5 separate regions of the Sus scrofa genome follow, and all the other regions are linked to region 4. The links are chromatin contacts, called in public Hi-C and HiChIP or PLAC-seq maps. All regions are on one chromosome and are shown on one strand. Each heading gives the region's core, a stretch centred on a gene start, on an enhancer-like site or on the middle of the called end of the contact. The rest is flanking DNA. Distances are from core to core; before and after follow the strand shown.

The links. Hi-C and Micro-C count contacts between places; a contact is called where the count stands out from the background. HiChIP or PLAC-seq counts read pairs in DNA pulled down with a chosen protein or histone mark.
Region 1: a contact with region 4 is called in a Hi-C map of liver, with 2.4 times the contacts expected there. The contact joins the promoter of PPP1R3E here to the promoter of DCAF11 in region 4. A contact is called at or near these places in 1 of 47 Hi-C or Micro-C datasets (liver) and 1 of 2 datasets of contacts at active chromatin or transcription factors (alveolar macrophages).
Region 2: an H3K27ac HiChIP or PLAC-seq map of alveolar macrophages shows a contact between it and region 4. The contact joins the promoter of RBM23 here to the promoter of DCAF11 in region 4. A contact is called at or near these places in 2 of 2 datasets of contacts at active chromatin or transcription factors (alveolar macrophages and skeletal muscle).
Region 3: an H3K27ac HiChIP or PLAC-seq map of alveolar macrophages shows a contact between it and region 4. The contact joins the promoter of C7H14orf93 here to the promoter of DCAF11 in region 4. A contact is called at or near these places in 1 of 5 promoter capture datasets (liver) and 1 of 2 datasets of contacts at active chromatin or transcription factors (alveolar macrophages).
Region 5: an H3K27ac HiChIP or PLAC-seq map of skeletal muscle shows a contact between it and region 4. The contact joins the promoter of EFS here to the promoter of DCAF11 in region 4. A contact is called at or near these places in 2 of 2 datasets of contacts at active chromatin or transcription factors (alveolar macrophages and skeletal muscle).

The regions. Positions count from the first base shown.
Region 1 is chr7:75,769,530-75,772,229 of Sscrofa11.1, forward strand. It overlaps PPP1R3E (protein phosphatase 1 regulatory subunit 3E), which reads left to right and starts at 1,284. Exons shown (of 3, transcript XM_021099237.1): 1 at 1,284-1,700. LOC100154044 (bcl-2-like protein 2) reads right to left here and starts at 1,214. Exons shown (of 4, transcript XM_001928880.6): 1 at 1,100-1,214; 2 at 712-799; 3 at 1-234. The coding sequence starts at 226.
Region 2 is chr7:76,119,456-76,122,155 of Sscrofa11.1, forward strand. It overlaps RBM23 (probable RNA-binding protein 23), which reads left to right and starts at 1,270. Exons shown (of 14, transcript XM_021099252.1): 1 at 1,270-1,593. The coding sequence starts at 1,398. It overlaps PRMT5 (protein arginine methyltransferase 5), which reads left to right. Exons shown (of 17, transcript NM_001160093.1): 17 at 1-162.
Region 3 is chr7:76,032,489-76,035,188 of Sscrofa11.1, forward strand. C7H14orf93 reads left to right here and starts at 1,262. Exons shown (of 7, transcript XM_021099247.1): 1 at 1,262-1,319.
Region 4 is chr7:75,179,834-75,182,533 of Sscrofa11.1, forward strand. It overlaps DCAF11 (DDB1- and CUL4-associated factor 11), which reads right to left and starts at 1,304. Exons shown (of 15, transcript XM_001928359.5): 1 at 705-1,304; 2 at 235-602. The coding sequence starts at 389.
Region 5 is chr7:75,718,642-75,721,346 of Sscrofa11.1, forward strand. EFS (embryonal Fyn-associated substrate) reads left to right here and starts at 1,392. Exons shown (of 5, transcript XM_013978208.2): 1 at 1,392-2,705.

The sequences.
Region 1 (2,700 bases), core at 34-2,533, 590 kb after region 4:
GGGCCGAGCCCGGGGTCACATGCAACTGAGCTGCCAAATCTGAGAAGGTGCGCCGGAAGCGGGTCTCGAACTCATCTCCAGCTGCCCGCATGGCTTGGTGCAGCGGGTCAGCTGCTGGGCCCTCCCCGGGGCCAGCTCCACAGACATAACCCTTCTGCCTCAGCTTATAGCCCACAAAGTCTGCCACTAGAGCCCGTGTGTCTGGGGCTGAGGCCGGGGTCGCCATCCGGGCGGCTGTCAGAGTCAAACACAAAAGACACTGGCATGATTATAGGGTCAGAGACTCAGAAGGGGGCATTTCAGGTTTGGCCAGCCCAGTGAGACAGGGAGAGAGCGGGGAGGAAATCTCAGAGACCACTGGCCTGGGAGAGGTAAGAACAAGGAAATTAAGCCATGGTGAGGGGTCAGGGCATGAGGGCCTGGCCCTTAAAACTCATAATATGCCAAATTAAAGGTAAAACAAGTAAATTTCATTATTAAAATACTTTTTTAGATTCTTTCCATAAGAAGACAACAGCAGGGCTGTGACATCCCTACAAGCCCCCTCTCCACGGTATACACCTTTTTGGCTAGAGGAAGGGGCTTAGGGCCTCCCCAGAGGCCTGATGTGAAGATGCTGACAGAGGCACAAGATGGGGGAGGAGACAGGGCTGAAGGGAAAGAAGGAGAAGCCAAGGGTTGCCCAGGACAGAGAAGGAAGGGGACACTCACCCAGCCTGGATGGCAGCTCTTAGGACCCAGCGCTGGTGGCAAGGAGCCCCCAGCTGGGGCCTTTCATCCTCTTGCCCAGCGTGGAGCCCTGGGAAGGGGAGGGGGAGATCAGAGCTAGATGGGAAAGACCAGGGATCAGGGTCCGGGCTGAGAAGGGCTGGGGTTGCAGCTCCCGGGACAAGGGCCCTGCCCCCAACGCTCTACCAGCTGTGTGGCCGAATCCATGTTTAATGACTGTCCTCCCGGGAAACCCAGGGCCAAGGGCTTCCTGCCGACACCATCTCTACTCCTGGCTCCCCCCGAGTGCAGCCCAAAGGCCCAGCTCCTCCCTCACCCCCACCCTCAGCCAGTCTGCAACCCCGCCTGCCTGCCAGGTTAAGGATCTCACGGGTCAGGCCGCTGCCGGGATCCGGGCCGTTTCCTGGTGCAGGAGCTAGGAGGGAGGGAGAGAGGGAGGAAGGGAGGGAAGGAAGGAGGGAGGAGAAAGGGGGGGCGGGAGGGAGGGCCCGGCGCCGGGTGATGATGGGGCCCAGAGATGCGTCCAGAGAGAGGGGCGGGGCTGGGACGCAGGCTTGGGAAAGGCCACCACTCAGGAAGAAAGCGGGTGGCTGGAGACTGAGAAGCACAGGCCAGGAGGGCATTGAGGGCCCGGGCAGGGCTCCTGAGCCTGGAGGCTACTCAGAGAAGCCGACAGGGCCTCAAGAAACCTCAGAGCAAATTCAGCATTTCCAGGTCTCTGATGTTCCATGCACTTGTTGAACTTCTCCAGCCCTGAAGCAGCGGGCCAGAAAAGAGGATCAGCTCCCATTCCAATGGGAACTAACTGCCTGCCAGGTGTCTCACCCTGTGGGCCTGGCAGATGTGATACAGATACCAAACACCTCACTTCCTCTTTTCTCCAGGAACTTTAACCCAGTTGTCTCTTTGTGCGTTGGGGCTTTAGCCAGGCACCAAGGAGCCAGGTCTTGGATCGCAGGCAGTTTCTGCAGGTAACTTTTCTTCATTTTCTCTCTCTCTCTCTCTCTCTCTTTTTTTTTTTTTTTTTTTTGTAATCAGATCTTCTGTTTAATTCTTTCTACTCAGCACATGAACTTGTTTTCTTTCTTTTTTGGGGGGAGGGGTGTGTGTGCTGTGCCCCTGGCACGTGGAAGTTCCTGGGGCCCGGGATTGAACCTGCACCACATCAGCACCCCAAGCCATTGCAGTGACAGTGCTGGACCCTTAACCCACTGCAACCACAAAAGAACGCCACATGAATATGTTCTCTCTATGAAAAAGTCAGACAGTATAGAAATACGGAGAAAAAAATACAAGTCCTCAATCTTCCTCCCTCTGCCTTTTCCACAATTCCCATTCCCTTCCTGGAGGCTGCCAGTGTCAAAACTGATATTTGTCCTTTCAGGTTACGTGTAAATATATATATGCACCTATATGAATGTCTATTATTTAAATATGGCAGTATGTTGGAGTTCCCGTCGTGGCTCAGTGGTTAACGAATCCGACTAGGAACCACGAGGTTGCGGGTTCAGTCCCTGGCCTTGCTCAGTGGGTTGGGGATCCGCCGTTGCCGTGGGCCGTGGTGAAGGTTGCAGACGCGGCCCAGATCTGGTGTTGCTGTGGTTCTGGTGTAGGCCAGCAGCTACAGCTCTGATTGGATCCCTAGCCTGGGAACCTCCACATGCCATGGGAGCTGCCCCAGAAACGGCAAAAAGACAAAAAAAAATTTTTTAAATAAAAAAATTAAAAAAATAAATATGGCAATATGTTTAGACGGGGTGCAAGCCATCTGACCATCACTGATCCACATGAGGGCACACTCAGGTGTTCTGACTGGAGCCCACCAACTCTTAACTGGCACTTCCTTCAACTCCATCTGGAGGACTCTCTAACCAAAGGCCCAGAAAAAGTAACCTAATTCTCCGTTCCTGCTGGTTCCCTTTATTTCTATCCCAGTCCAAGCCTTGGTATTCCCATCTGCCCCTACGGTAA
Region 2 (2,700 bases), core at 20-2,519, 940 kb after region 4:
CTCCAACAGGCACTCAGCCTCAAGTGCTCCCTGGAATAGCCCTGAGAACATGTGGATTGAACAAATTTTCAGCCTTTTTCCCTGCCCATCTCTGTTCCTGTTTTGGTGGTTTTGTGTAAGGAGGAAATACAAATAAAGTGAAGTTATGGCCTTTCCTGCTCCAACCCTGTTGCCCCCTGCCTGTTTCTCCACCCCTTACTTACACAAATTCAGACCTGTGCTCTTTTCCAAGACACGAAGGGACCTTGCTTTATTTCCTATTTAAGAAGCTTAGTGGTGACTCTTGGACTCCCAGGTCCAGCTACAGTGCGGTCTTATCCATTAGGACCTGTGATAAGGCTCTTGTCTGGGGACAGGGCAGGGTGCTGCCATGAAGAAAGATGGGGTAGTGAGTGAAGCCAGCCACCCTTTCACCTTCCTGAGCTGCTGCACTGCCAGCTCCTTTGTTACTTCTTGGGAGAAATACTGGAAGTTACCCAGACTCCTGCAGCCAGAAGCCGCATATTTTGTTTGAATAAAATCACAGGGTTAAAGTTGGAAATCCTCAGACATAATCCAGTTCTACATTTACAGAGGAAGGATTTGAAATTGGTACAATGATATAAAGTTAATATACCAAATTAGGACTCAACATGATTCCTCTCACTTCGTGGCCCTCTCCATGTTTTAACCAGCTACGTTTCTGGCAGCTGAAGTCTTAGGGTTCTGGAAGCCCTTGGGTCATGAGTGTGGACAATTCCTTCTCTTTATGGTTAGAGGGATGAGTATTGTTGCACCCAAAGAGTCACTTGCGAAACTCTTTTCTTGTGGTTTCGAGGTGTGTGGGGCACTGATTTGAACTGAAGGTATGTGAGCTGTAGGACCAGGCAGAATGTGGAAGACTAATCTGACCGACTAATCAGGTCCAAGCGCTGAGGACAGAAGGCGGCGGCTAGGAGAGAATGTAGACAGAATGAGGATGTGGAGCCCAGCATTCCTCCCCACGTGAAGCAAATGCAGTTGCTCTCTATAAAGCCGTCCTGGATAAGCTTAATGAGACCCCGTCTTGCCAAAATAGAATAGGGACCGGCAAGGACGTCACTGTACCTCCCCGTTGGCTCCGCCCACAGCGTTGACCTAGCTTCAGGAGTGCGGGGGAGCTGGGCAGGCGAGTCCTTGCCGCGTCTGCGCCGGGTTTCCCCGCCCTGTCGCAAGCCATTTAACCAATGAGAGCGATGGGCGGATGTCTAAAGCTTCTGCTTTTCCCCAGTCTTGGAAAGGTTAGCCAATCAATGGGAACTTGATGGTTGCTAAGAGACCTTTGAGCTTGGCTCCACCCTTGCTTAGGATTTTAGCCAATGAAAATCTGTACTTTGGACTGTTGCCGCTAAACCGGAGAGGTTCGTTCTGCCGCCTGAATGTTTCCGCGCCTGCGCAGATCGGGGAAGGTTCTGGAAGACTGTGGAGCTGCCGCCATTTTGCGGGAAGTGGAGCAGCTCCGGTTGCTGTGGTGCTTTTATTGCGGAGTGTCTGGAAGAGAGACATACTTAGCACCCTCCGACACACCCAGAGGAACCGAAGGAACCGGGGTCCCCCTGCGGGGACCCGGAACTGGTAAGAAACCCCGAAACCGGTCCCCCCGTCGCGACGTCACCTATGCGTGACGTTGTCGCACGGCCCCTCCCCCTTACGTCAGAGGCAGAAAATGGCGTTAAGAGCAGAATGGGGCAAACTTTTAAAATAAATTTTTTTTGGCTTTCTTTGATCTGGAAGTGTTCGCTACTTAATTGTTGTCCACTGGCACTGTATTAGGGATCGGCAGCCTCGTGGCTGTGTCTACCGATGAAAGACTGTTTCAAGGATCCCCGTGACTGATCCCTTTCCAGGTTCCCACATTGCTGATGTTTAGAGTCCCACGTACTGTGGAGGGACAGTCTCAGAGGACACTTGGGATCGGTTTTCAGGCCCTAGTGGCACTACTCAGAGAGATGAGGGAATTGAGATTTATTCCTCAGTGTCTGAAGTTTCACGTTCCGTGTTTGGTCACTGCTCACACATTCCGTGGCGGCGGTAGAGGAATATAGTGAGGCCACAAACGAGGTTTCAGCATCAGGATACCGGCCCTCGCAGAGATGCTGCCCGTCGGTTACTTGTAGGTCCGTGTTTTGAAATGTGGCCTTGGCTTGTTACACAGCGTGGGGAATGTTTTTATCTTTTTCATTGTTGCTGTACTTAATTAAGCTGTCTTGTGCCCAGCTCAGTGACCGGACCCAGGAGATGGCGCTACCATCACCCCTGGAACTTCAGCGTTTGGTGAATTATGCCCAATCCAGGCCAACCGCGGTTCTTCATTCTCCTTTGCCCCCGCAGCAGTGGGACCCAAGCGCTGACGTGGGTCTTGACTGTGTGGCATGACAGGGTCCATGCAGCGCCATGGTTGTGGAACCCTAATGCAATTTTTCAGAGCAGGGTTGGAGGAAAGCAAAGTTTTAATGGATGGGATTGAATGGACTTTGACCAGTAATTAGGACTTAATTTGAAAACTTCCAACCAGAAAACTCATAATATTTTTAGAACATTTAGAAAGATAGATTAGACCCAGTGAGATTTCAAGTTGCAAAGTGTGCTGGTGTTATATATATGTGTGTGATTAAATAGATTCATTCGTTTCTGAAGTCTGAAAACTTTATTCCATAGGTAGGGGTTCACTTGTTGACTTAT
Region 3 (2,700 bases), core at 12-2,511, 850 kb after region 4:
GTGGCACAGTGATTAATGAATCCGACTAGGAACCATGAGGTTGTGGGTTCGATCCCTGGCCTTGCTCAGTGGGTTGAGGATCCAGTGTTGCCATGCGTGAGCTGTGGTGTGGGTTGCAGATGCAGATTGGATCCCACGTTGCTGTGGCTGTGGCTGTGGCTGTGGCTGGCAGCTACAGCTCTGTCTGATTAGACCCCCTAGCCTGGGAACCTCCATATGCCACAGGAGCGGCCCTAGAAAAGGCAAAAAGACAAAAAACAAACAAACAAACAAAAAAAAAACCAAACTCTGATCTCAATTTACTAGGGTGAAATTACTAAAACATTTGAAACAATCAAGGTAGAATTAAGCACAGCTAACTTGAGTAAGCATGAAGTTCATGCTGATAAAGGAGAGAAGGAAGTGGTCTGCGTTGACTGAAACAGCTGAAGAATGGATAAAAACTGACTAGTCAAAGACAGGCATTATTTACTGCAGACGGATGAGACCACTTGAGCAAAGGAATAATACCAATAATACCGGAGTGAAGAGGTGAGGGCAGTGGGACCCAAGTACAAACAGGGGCCTGGGGCCAGACTATGGGTGGTTTAAAATCCAAGTGTAAACAATCGGGTCTTCATGCAGGAGGTAAAGGGAGACCATTTTAGGTTCTTGAGAATGCAGTATTAGCCAAATAGAGGAAAAACTGGGGACGAAGGCTGAGCAAAATCCACGCCCAAAGTGTAAGACTACTTTATTTTTCACCTGAAGGACATCACATACTTGTAGGAATGTTCACTTAAAGGTGGGAGCGTTAAGCAACAGACGTGACCCAGACATTCTACCTGGAAATCATGAACTCTGGCCCAAGGACCAAGTGCTTGATGCATAATCCCAGTTTAGAAATTTTACTGACTAGTTAAGTTTGGCAAATTGTCGGAAGGTGCTCACTCACTGGATTGTTATTTATGCTGATGACGAGGGCCTGGATTCACAGAGGAAAAAAACAACATGGGAAAGGGTGAAAGGGGGGGTGAGAAAGTGAAAGGAAGGGGAAAGAAGTAGGGAAGGGCACAGGTGTCAGCCATGGCGCCAGAGACCGAGCTGCAGAGGTCGGGGGTCTGGAGTCTGGGGTCGGGGGTCGGGTGGCCCTTAGGAGCGCCCCCTCCCCCAGGGGCACCGTCCTCAGGCGCCGCGCGTGTGCTCGCGGGCGGGGCGCCCCGCGGCCGCTGGCGGCCAATCCGGGCGGGCGTCCGGGGAGGGGCGGGGCTTGCCGGCTCCGGCTCCGCGAGTCCTCCTTTTTGCACACACACGAATACAAAGAGCCATACGACCTTCGGGTATCCTTTTTCCATTTTTTTTCCTCCTTAATCTTGTGTGTGTTTTCAAATTTTTTAAAAATAGAGATCTGTGGCAGTGCTGGGGTGAGGAAACTGTTGCTAAGGGGAATGTGCGCTTTCCCCCATTTCTTTTTCTGTCTCTCTTCCTCTTTCTTTTTCCTGGTCAAGGTTTTAAATATACCAAGAAGTTGAGAAGCAGGATGGCCGTGTACAACTGTTTCCAGCCAAATTTATATTTTTTCTTTTTGCTATCACATTTTAAGAACTGGTAAATTTTTATGGTCAAGGGATTTAAAAAAAAAATTTGGCCTCTTGGGAAGTATAGATTTCTTTTTTTTTAAGCGGGCTCGAAGGGATAATGTAAATTTCTGCCACAGGCAACGTCGAAGGAAGCGGAGATTTGAGACTCCCTCACAAAGCTGTTTGCGTGCGTTTTACACACCCTCCCCCCAGAACCAAAACTAAGTGGCTTGAATGTGGCAATTGTCCAAGGCCAAGAGGCTAAAAATGTTTAGATATTCTTAATTGTAACACTCATTTCCCTGGGGAGGGGGGAGTCAAAGCCCTTCTTACAGTATGTCTTACAAACATTTTTCATGAGAACCTTGTGTGTGTGTGTGTGTGTGTGTGTGTTTCCTGAAGCAAATAATTTCGTAAAGATTTATCTTGGGGTTTTGTGCTTTGTGTATATGTACAGTATGTGTATATGTGCCATATCAGATTTTATTTTCAAAAGTGACTGCCTTTGGTTTTATGTGTGCAAAGTAGCCCCTAGGATGTGGATTTTTTTTTTTTTTTTCTGTTGTGTTCCCAAATGTGATCCAGACAGGAGTTTATGTGCAAATTAAACCTGAGAAGAAATCCCATGCATAAAATACTTAGGCACTTTCATTCTATGTGCATTTGATATTTTTTTTGCTCTACTTCTAAAGTACCAGATTAAATTGCCAGGGAATATGTAGTCCATGTGGCAAATGAGGATATGCAATTTATTGAGTCTGTGGTTAAAGCCTTCTTTAGTGACTGTTTTGCCTTAGTGGTTTTGGTTTTTATTGTCTCACGTTCTTAAATGTACAGCTGTGTATATTTTGGCCTTTATGTGTGGTTTGGTTGGTGTGTTCAGAAGGGAAGTTCTCTCTTGGCTTTTTGACAAAATGGTCGTTTATAGGTTGGGATTTGTTTCAAAAGCTCCACAGCTGGCAAAGTATCAGGAAAATAATTTAGTCAAGTCCAATTCTCAGAAACTGTTCATAGTGGTGGTGATGATGGAGGAGGGGCCAAGAGGAAGCAAAGGCCAATAATATATATGCAGGATAAGAAATGCATTTTGGTTATCATGTTGCATTTTTGGAATGAAAATGCTCAAAGTCACAGAGAGAAG
Region 4 (2,700 bases), core at 54-2,553:
CAGTTCCCTCAAACATAAGAGCAAGTCATCTAGCTGACCCTCCCTAGGCAAAACCCACTCTTACTGGGTATGAAGCTGAGTGCCCTGAGTGTCCAGCAGGGAGGGATGTTCTGCTCAAACAGAAAGGTAGTCCTGGGATAATCCCACTTCCTATTATCTGTAACTTCCCTGATTGGAGCTGGGATCAAGGGACTGTGGTGGCGCCTGGTGGGGACACACCAGAGGGTAAGTTACCTGCGTAGGAGATAGGCCAGTACCTGGGCCAGATCCACATCTTCATCCTCCTCTTCCTCTTCCTCACTCCGACGCAGGCCAGCCCCTCTTCGGGGCAAGCCCTCGGAGGGGTCTCCGGACCCAGTTCCTGCACTGCTGCTGTTCCGTGATCCCATCTTCTGGTCACAGCATCCTTAAGTCCTGTGCAGGGACTCCTCCTGTCACCTCCTTGGGTTTGATGAAAGCAAACCCTGCTCTAGAAATACCAGGGTCTCCTGAGGTACGGCGGTAGCTATAACTAGGAAGGCTACACTTCTTAGGGACTGAGAACCCTTCTCCTTGGCCTGTAACAACTCCCAAAGCTTCGGGAACACAAACCTTTCCCAATCCTGTGAAGCAAAAAAAAACAGAGTGAAGTCTAGGGCGTGACCTTAGCTCACCAGTAAGAATCCTTTGAAGAGGAATTTCTCAGTTTTCTACCTCAAACTCACCTATCAAAGTCCCTGAGGGTGGGGTGGATTCCCAGGTAACCTCTCAGGCCGACCAATCAAAAACCCTCGCAGAAGAAAGCGCCTCATTAGCTTATCCCATCTAACCAATCAGAAGCCTTAGGACCCCCCGACGCCCCCCTTACCGGCCAATCAGCACACTCCCTCCCAAAAGCCGGCGGCAGCGACAACCAATGAAGTTAAAACTCCACTTAACCCCCTCCTTCCTCGCCTCACGCCCACGTGGTGTGCCAGGGATGTGTAAGCTAAGGGGGGTAGGCCTGCGAGAGACCACCCACCAGCCAGGAGAGGTCTCAGGACCCGCAGCGGCGCAAGGCCTTGTTTACACCGACTGCCCTCCGGCGTCGGCCAACAGCTCCTTCGTCACGCGCTTCCTTCGTCACGCATCTCCAGGCTCTGCCGCCGGCGGACTGCAACGTCACGCGACGCCCCTGACGGCCCCGCCCCCTTGGCCCGCTCACTGGACAGCTGAGAGCGGTGATTGACAGATGGGCGGGAGAAAGTGTGTGATGAGTGCTAGGGGAGGGGAAAGCGCGCGATCCAGGAGGAGCGGTCGCTTCTGGTTGGGAGGCGTTAAGTGCGGAACTGGCTGCTTCTTGAATCAGAAACAACGGAACTAGACCTCATGGGCGAGGGGCGGGGCTTACAAAAGAAGTTTGTGATTCGCTGCCCAGAGGTGTCTTAACAAGGGAAATAATTTGCTGTCAGTCCCTTAACAACATTTAGCTTCGCACTTTTCAGAGGATCTCTAAGGGGCCTCTCTTTCCTCCCCTAGGCACGACCCCCTCCCCCGCCCCCACTTCGCTCTCTAGCACTGCTTTTTTTCTCAGGCTGCAGCTTCAGCCGGTCCGGTCCTAAGCGGTGCGCGGCTCTTTTGGGAATGCGTTCGCGTCACAGATGCACCTAGGCCTTCACACCCTCCCTTCCGGGCGTAGCTTCCGGAAGCCTTGTTCTCTTGGGGACCGCCCTTTCTAGACCTTCCGTTAGTCACTCAGGCAACTTTTTAGATGACCCCTGGCTTCGCAGTCTTTGTAGACGCTCCCTAGTGCATCCGCGGGTCCTCACTGACCTTTCATTATGGTCAGTTCGCCTCTGATTCTAACCCTAACCCTAACCCTGGGAGGATTCGAAGACTTTCCTTAGACCCTCTGTCCTTGGGGCGCCTCTGCGCAGGACCAGGGTGTGCACGCGCGGCGCCTCCTACCCCCTCCTACCCCTTCCTCCGGGTTTATGAGTAACTCGGCAGAGTTCAAGGACGAGACTTGTGTACCTAGGGATCCTCGCCCAGGCTGGGGGGTTGTGGGTCGATTGACCGTGCTGGGCGCCTAGGCCCGGGGTCCAAGCTGCCTCTCAGTGCCCCCAGCCGGGACGCTTAATTAAAAGTGCTGCCCAGAGCCTCCTGAGGGCAGGAGGGATGAGGGAGGCGGGCTTTAATTTGGGCTCTCCTGGGGCTCACTCTCCCTGGGTAGGCGAGGGTGTGGTTATCCTTCTGGTGATACCCCTTGGTTTCTAGATCGCTAGATCAGAGCTAGCTTATTATCTCTGGTCACCAGGGCCAGCTTCATGGGTGTGCGACCTGTACAGAACCCACGCTTGGTTTAATGTTCTGTTATCACACTTTGAAATTCTTTTTTTTTTTTCTTCTGCTCTTTGGGCCGCCCCCCCCCCCCGACATATGAAGGTTCCCAGGCCAGGGGTTAAATTGGAGCTACAGCTGCCGGCCTACACCACAGTCACAGCAACGCCGGATCCTTTACCCCACTGAGTGAGGCCAGGGATCTAACAGGCGTCCTCCTGGATTCTAGTTGGATTAGTTTCCGCTGCGCCATGACAGGGAACTCCCCACAGAGCAATTATTGACCGTAGTAAGACACTGGAAACAAAAGATCCAAACGCACTGCTACAGGTTAAATAAATTATGGTTCATATGGTAGACACAGAAATACCAGGTAGCCATTAAAAATGACGTAGTCTTCTA
Region 5 (2,705 bases), core at 142-2,641, 540 kb after region 4:
AACATTTACACATCATGGACCAGGCACGGTTCTCAGGATTCTCTTAATCCTCCGTTCCATTATTATCCTACTTGACGGACAAGGAACCTGAGGCTCCAAGAGGTCACATAGCTTGCCCAGGTTGGACTTTGCCAGGGTTGGAACCAGGATTAGAACTCAGGGAAGCTGGATGCTAATGGGGCTAAAGAGAGGAGAACTGGAAGAATTCATAAGCACTTGAGATGTTCCGCAAATCAAGAAGAACAAGAACAGGTCAAGAAAGTCATGACGGAATGGCATGAGGACGAGACCAGCTGTGGATGAGCTTGGCCTTGCTGGGAAGGGACAAGATTGGAAGAGAAGACTGGGACCCAGAAGGCCAAATGGAGAGGTTCCTTCCTTCCTACCCCCTGAAGAATGGCAAAGACAAGCCTGAAGCTGAGGGCCCTCCTGTCTGAGGCAGGGTCTTAGCAACCCACCCAAACTAACCTGGGGCTCAGAACCCTCCCTGAACAAGTCAGAATCATGTTAAACTTTTGTTTGGGAACAAGAGGGCAGAGATGAGGCCTAAGAACAGGGAGAAGTCTCCTCCTGCCCTCAACAAACACTTTGAGCTCTCACCAAGGTTCAAGCTGTGGGGGGAGTGGGGAGCCATGCAGAGCCAAGGTGAAGAGGAAGAGCCATTGTGCCATGGACTTTACACATATTTACTCACCAAAGTCGCTGTCCAGATGAGGAACTGAGCAACAGAGATGTTGCAGATCTTGACCAAGGTCACCCAGCTGACAAAACAGGATTCACTCCTGAGTCTAACTGGCTCCACTCCCTGCCTGAGCACTCCAGAAACACAGACTTGTTTTCCTGCAGGTTTGCACTCGGCTCCCCAGTCACCTAGCCGCAGGCACAGGGCCTCAATGCCCACATTTCAAACCACCGTTTTGCCAGCACTTCCTTCCTGCTTAGTCTTTTCTGGCTTCCATCTATTTTCCCCTTGTGCCAGTCAGAGCGGTCATCTTTGGGAACTGGGTTTCCTGCCCACCTCCATCTTGAGCCCCACCTCCATCTTGTGCCTTGGCAGCCCCCTGGGCAGTGGTCATGCCAAGTCATTCTCCAGCTGCTAAATTCCAGGCAGCCAGACCCCCCAGGGCTGTGGTCTGGAAGAAGCTGCATCAGGCTGGAGCTGGAATGGGGGAGCTCTCTCTTCAGATGCATCTGTAAATTTAAAAATTCCTCTCTCAGGGTTCCTGTTGCAGCGCAGAGGAAAGGAATCTGACTAGTATCCATGAGGATGCAGGTTCGATCCCTGGCCTCGCTCAGTGGTTTAAAGATCTGGCATTGCTGTGAGCTCTGACGTAGGTCTAAGACAGGGCTCGGATCTGCCATTGCTGTGGCCAGCAGCTGCAGCCTGGATTCAACCTAGCCTGGGAACTTCCATAAGCCACACGTGTGGCCCTAAAAAGCAAAATAAAGTTCCTCTCCCATCCTAAGAGAGTCTGAGTCTGTTCATAGGTGCCCAAGCAATGAGGGGGTCGGATGGAGCTGGGGCAGGTATCCCCCCTCCCCTACTGGCTCCCTACCTTTCCTCCCACCTACCTGGACACGGACACGTGGGCCCGGAATGTGGGGTGGGGGGGTGCTGGTAGGTGGGAGGAAAGGTAGGGAGCCTCTATCCAAGGCCTCAAGTTCACAAAGCGCCTTAAATTAGACTTCTGATGTTATCGCCAAATGAGGTTTTACACAGAGCCATTGTCTGTTCACGTGTTTGAAGTGTTAATGCGCTAAATGTAAACATTGAAAATATACCACAGCTTTTCAATCCTGTTTGGCATCTCACTTTTTAAATTCCAGGAAGCTCAAAAACGGAAGAAGGAAGGTTCTCTGGAGTTTCTGAGGGGCCTTGATGTATGCCCCCAAAGGAAGAACGCGGAGTGGGGGCTAGGTGGAGGGAAGTTGCGCCCACAAAGGAGCAGTAAGTAATAGGGCAGGAGAGGTGTGGGGACCCCAGAGCCCCGCCCTTTCTGCTGAAGCTCCTGAGGGGCCAGAACGCAGCTCCTCTGAAAGAGTCCTATCCGCTGTCCTCAGTTCTCCTCCTCCTGGCAGCAGGAGTGAGCCAGAGTGACGGCGAGGGACAGGCCCGGACTGGCTGAGGCGGCACGACCGGCGGGGCGGCAGCTCTGGGACCCGACGCTCAGGCAGCACGTTCTCTCCTCAGGTCCAGAATCCGTGTCCAGCCCCAGCCCCGCGACCTGCCTCCCCCGCAGAGAGAGGCCAAGCCAAGAGAGTGGAGCGGCTCCGCGGAGGACCCCAGAAAGACGGAAGAGGCGCGCTCCCTCCCACGGGAAAGACAGATGTGGGGCTACTGAAAGGCGGGCAGAGAGGCGCGGGGCAGGCGGGGGAGAACAGGAGCGTGACCGGGAGAGGAAAGCTCTCCGGAGGGAGCGAACCAGACCACCGGGAGGTCCGCCGCGACGTCGGGCAGGAGCAGGCGCCGGGGAGAGGAGCCAGGAGGGGGCGTGCAATTTGGCCCGAGGGTCCTGAGCTGAAACTCAACACCCGCCTTTAGAGGGAACGTCCCCCTTTCCCCTCCGCCCCTTCTCTTCCCCTCCCTTTTCCCCTCCCTCCTTTCTCTTAATCCCTGGGACTGAGCCCCGCGCCGGAGCGGAGAGGGCCCGAGGGGAGGAGAGAGGAGCTGCACTGAGAGGGCGCCGGGAGCCCGGGAAGGGGAG